Regions from separate parts of the Gossypium hirsutum genome. Here region 1 is linked to region 2. Evidence: chromatin contacts called from public Hi-C data. All regions are on one chromosome and are shown on one strand. The core of a region is the stretch at or near the end of the contact, and the rest is flanking DNA. Distances in the headings are between cores, read along the strand shown. Region 1 has its middle 48 kb from the start of LOC121206583. Region 2 has its middle 32 kb from the start of LOC121207798.

Region 1 (2,700 bases), core at 173-2,672, 120 kb before region 2:
TTTAACATATAAAAAGTTACAGAGAAAAAAAAGCAGCAAAGCAAAGCTTTCCAGTTCATAAACAACAAAACACAATAATGGATTGTGTTAGCTGTTATGTGAACGTTACCCAACTGTCATTTTTCTATAAGTCAGACTTTCATATCATATTCCCAAGAAAAATAAAAAGAAATGGGTCAAGTTAGCATGTTGAAGCCTTTTTGGTTGGCCTTGGTCATGGCTATCTTAACCGTTGCCTCGGCACCGTGGCCGTCAGGAGCTGGAATCTCCGTGGGCATTTCCACCGCTACTATTGGCTTATCTTTGATTGTTTCTCTTATTACTTTTGTTTAAACATTAAAATTTGAAGGGCCTGTTTGGTTTTAATTTTGTTCTCACTGTAAATGTATTTATGAAATAAACTCAGAATTTTTAATCAAATCGGTATGAGTGTAAATTCAACAAATATTTAATTATTGAATCAGCTGAGATTGGGCTTCCTTTTTACCATTTCATTTAACCTTAACTTTTTACTGCACCGCATCCACGCTTTGATGTAAATCTGCCCCTACTAGCAATGGTTTTAGATAATATACACAGCAACTCAATTAAAATTTGTTATACCTTTTATAAGCGCGAGATAAGATGATAGGATTTAAATTTGTATCATTTAAATATTAAATTAAATTTTTTAATATTTTTTAAAAAATTTCTTAAAAATATTATAAAATTATTAAATTGAACATTTTAATAATAGTTCAAAGATTAAATTAGATATTAATCTTGACTTAATATACCATAACGGACAAGTGATTAAAACATTATAAATCAATAATATTAATGATTAAAATGTAACTTTTCATATTTCAATAGTAAAAAAATTTACTAAAAGTTAATAATATTTTTATAATTTACTCTTGTATTATTATAATAATATTCTTTCTTTATTTTTATTTTTAAATTTTTATATAAAACCAATAAAAAGCATACATAATTTTTTTCATCAACACTCTAATTTAATATTTACATAAATTATTAGTCGAAGCATCGGTATCGTTTTCTAAAGTAAAAACATCGCCGTATACTAACCTTTTTTTTGTGACATTAGATTAAAACGCAATAATATTTCTGAGTTGGGTTAATGCCAAGATTAGGTACACGTTTGTTTCTAAAAAAAGACTGTCGTTATTACCCTTTGTGACCATCGAAAGTTGTCGTTATTTTTTCACCAAAACAAAAAACAGTTGTCGTTATTTAATGGCGTTTATTTTACCCTTAATTTTCAAATGAAAATAATATTCCCTTTTTTCCTTGGGAAGTAAGAAAGAAATACAGCAATTAAAGTTTGTAGAGCAAGCATGGACCTTCTAGACCTTTTTCAGTCCCATTCATGTTTTCACTCGTTACCTTAGCCTTCTCCATTAAGAATGATGGGAGGCCTAGCTGCCGCCACGGTATACCAATGCTGCACACGGCACATGGTGTTGGTTAGGGTTTCACATTCATACAAGAGAACATGCCGCCAACCGACAATTACATTTTCAAACCTTGAAACAACAGCTATCATTGGCTACGTGTCGGCTTCAAACTTGCCGTTGTCCATTCTTTTCTCAATCATTTCATCAAACACCTACCGCCCACACTTTTGAGCTGTTCAAATAACCCCCCTTCTACAAGTGCTTCCACTTCATTTTTTTTTAGTTCATCTACCAAACCCTATATTCTTTCTATATATATGAAACCCCCACACCTTGAAAGGTTCGTATTGCATACAAAATTTGAGTTTTTATTGTTCTACCTTGAAAAACATTGTATAATTTTCTTTGTTAGTTTTCAGAGATGGCGAAAGTTTGCTTCTCTAAAGATATTTTGATCATGTTTATGGCTGTTGTACTCTCCGTCGCCACCATTGTATCAGCTCAGGACAGTGCAATGGCGCCTGCACCGTCAATGGACACTGGATCTGCCTTCTCAATGCCGGTTACTGGTGTTACCGTTACGTTGTCTCTTATTATTTCCCTTCTTGCTCTTTTGAAGTCAGTGAGTTACATAATTTGAGTGGTTGGTTGTGTATTGTATTGTAATATATGGGATTTATTTCTATTATATTATTATTATTATATTTTTTTTGTATCAATAATTTTTTATTTGTAATTAATAATTATAAGAAGGTTTTGGAATTTTCTGCAAATGGTATCTTTAGGTTGACAGGGTGCTGCGCCCTGTTAAACCCGTTAAATGCGTCTGTCGGGGTGTGTTTTTGCCACTCGCCCAATTATTTCACTTTATACTTTTTCGAAACAGCAGATAAATAATAGGTAAAAATATATATCTTTACATTTTGTCTCTATTATGTAAAAAAAAATTAATTTATGTATATTAAATTTAAAAAATAAAAATTAATTTATTTATATTAGTATAAGGTACACATGACATACGTAGAAATGGATGAATTTTTTAACGGATTAATTTACTTTTTAATATAATATATATGGACTAATTTATTTATTTTTAAATAAATAAGGTAAAATGTAATATAACTTTCAATATAAGAGCCTTTATGATACTTTTATTGTAATAATATTTTATTAAACACTGGTATTAAAGCTAATAACTACATCATTACCATAGCTACTGGGGCAGCGCATTCGACCCCTAAAATAGAAAATTTCACTATTAACTTTTAGAGTTTACAAGATTTTAATTTAATAAATAATAAAA
Region 2 (2,709 bases), core at 73-2,572:
TAGACATTTCTACACAGGCTGGCCACATGCCCATGTGCTAGCCCGTGTCGATTTCGAACCCTGCTTCTCTTTGACGCGAAAAAACCCATTTTTTAGGGTTTCTGAGCATTCTAAAGTTTATAAATACATATTAGAAGAGGAATAAAAGAGAGCATGCAAAGAAGAATGAAGAAATTACTCGAAAAACGTCGTCGGAATCAACTCAGAAGCAAGATTTCCTTCAAGATTGAAGATCTCCAGTCAACTTCTCTAAAAGTTTTTGGATTTCTTTATATTTTGTTGTTTTCCTAATTTTGAGATGTTTTCCTCCCAAAGTATGAACTAAATTCCCCAGATACCTGGGAAGATGAAACCTATGATGGATCTTGTTATTTAATTTTCTGAATTACATGATAAATATTTGATTTCTTGATCTCAATTATGTGTACTTATTCCATATTTTAATGTTTTCGGGATATTAATTCATGATTGATGTTCTTATTTAGTGGAGCAAAAGTCCCTATTTAAGAGTAGATCTGCCATAATTGAGTGAAGTTGCATGCAATCCTAGAAATAGGAAGACATAAAACTACCAGATTAGAGTCAAATCTAATAAGGAAATCCATAGATCTAGTTAATGCGACAATATGGGTTTTAACTAGAAAGAAATTTCAATGAATCAAACTAGAGTTAATTATTTCTACTCTTGAAAGAGATATTAATATAATTTATGGATTTCTACGGATCAAGGAAAGTGAATAAATCATTTAATTCAGATTTAGAATAATAAGTGAAGTCTAGGTGGAATCTTTCTTGAATATTGTCTCTCTCATTGGTTTATTCGATTATTTTCTTATTGGTTTATTCGATTATTTTCTTACTTTATTTTCTGTCTAGTTCTTAATAATTAGTTTAAATAATTTTAGATTTAAAACAAACTTCTTCAATTTACCAACTAAATAATAGAAAGATAGTAAGTACTAATACTTTTAGTCCTCGTGAATACGATATTCTCGACTCACTAACTATACTATTATTCGATAAATGTGCTTATCTTTATCATAATTTTAGTTAATTAAGTGAATCATCATCAATAAAAAATATAGACGTAGATCCAACGAAAATGAAAAGAAGAAATAAAATAGTTTTTGCAATTCAAATGAAAATCAAAAAAATTTCAACAACCTGAGCAATGAAAAGGAAGAGCAAATGTTGTTTACCGACCAACTTCATTATTATTTTGTAATATTAATTTTTTATTACATTGATTCATGGTGTGTTCACTTTATTAGCTGTTATGTGAACGTTACCCAGCTGTCAATCTCCCTCTCACTAGGCCCCACGCGCTGTTCACTCTCCCTATAAAGCACCACCCTTTCCCAGCCCTAGTCTCCATTCAGATTTCTAATATCTCACCATTTTTAGAAGAAAAATCCCAAAATTTTCAGCTTTTCTTCTCTTCTAGAAATGGCCCAAGTTAGCATGTTGAAGGCTTTTTTATTGGCTTTTGTAATGGCAATCCTAACCGTTGCCTCGGCGCAGGTTAGTGAGGCGCCGTCACCGTCGCCAGACGCTGGAGCTGGATTCTCAGTCGGAGTTTCTACCGCCGCCATTGGCTTCTCTTTGATCGTTTCCCTTCTTGCTTTCTTCAAGCATTAAATTGAAGGGCTTGTTTGGCTCTCCTCTCTGTGTGGCTTTCTTTTATATATATATATATGTATGTATGTATGTATTTATGATACCATTCTTTCTTCGTTAAATTTATTGTAATGAACTTGATTTTTTGAATAAAATGCTTCCGTTATGATTTATCTTTTTTATTTTTTTGCAAGGTGAAAGAAATTATTGTTATTTAGCGCAGTAAAAGCAAGATTCCATTATGGCAGTGAATTTGAACAATTTTGACAAAAAGTAATTTGTTGTAATTTAAGTATTGAATCCAAAGGTTGTTTTAGCCTTAAACAACAAAATGTATATATTAATAAATAATGAGGTTTTGGAAAAATGGCATGTCAAAAGCGTCGGTGACTCGTTTCTGAACAATGACCATGAACTTTCAAAGTTGGATTAATGGAAGATATATAAACGTTTATGTTGAAGGGTAAATAGTTTTCACAGTAATGTTAAAATCGCAGGACAATCTTCCCCTCTTCCTCTACACTATTTTAGGAATAAAAAACAAGCAACTTTCTCCTCAAACCATTTGTGATATAATCTTCTGTGGGTACACAGTTTTATTGTGTCAACCATTGAATCCTGCTTAATGTCAATGTTTACCGGCTAGACTTGAGAAAAAATAATTAATAGTACAATAATTTAAATAAAAATTTTTATTAGTTTTTTTTTTTAATTAAGAGATTAAAATATAAATTTATTGATTTTTTAGTGTAATTTACCCTATTTTGAAAATCTTAATTTTCAAGTTTTTTCCTGGGAAATAAGAAAGAGATAAAGTTTATAGCCGTTTCCTTTTGCATTCATATTTTCAGTAGTTTTTTTATTTAATTTTTGTACTTAAAAGAAATTAAAAATTAAATTATTTAACTATTTTAAATTAAAAATTCTAGTTTAATATTAACATTGTAAGTAAAATTTATCAATATTAAATATTGATTAAGTTATTCTCATATCATGTTAAGTTGATAAATTTTAATAAAAACTATCAACAATGATAATGGTTGTACTAGAATTTTTACTTAAAAAAATAAAAATTTAATTTTTAAAATATAA

The links. Hi-C and Micro-C count contacts between places; a contact is called where the count stands out from the background.
Region 1: a Hi-C map of leaf shows a contact between it and region 2, with 1.8 times the contacts expected there. The contact joins two enhancer-like sites. A contact is called at or near these places in 7 of 34 Hi-C or Micro-C datasets (callus, leaf and petal).

What each region holds. Positions count from the first base shown.
Region 1 is chrA01:48,740,168-48,742,867 of Gossypium_hirsutum_v2.1, reverse strand. No RefSeq gene overlaps it. Among protein-coding and RNA genes, the nearest start is that of LOC121206583, 48 kb to the left of the region's middle. Within about 2 kb of position 1,422, at least 7 of the 9 cell types and tissues checked have an H3K27ac peak or open chromatin away from gene starts, as enhancers often do. A contact at or near this core is called in leaf, where this site is marked.
Region 2 is chrA01:48,619,379-48,622,087 of Gossypium_hirsutum_v2.1, reverse strand. No RefSeq gene overlaps it. Among protein-coding and RNA genes, the nearest start is that of LOC121207798, 32 kb to the left of the region's middle. Within about 2 kb of position 1,322, at least 5 of the 9 cell types and tissues checked have an H3K27ac peak or open chromatin away from gene starts, as enhancers often do. A contact at or near this core is called in leaf, where this site is marked.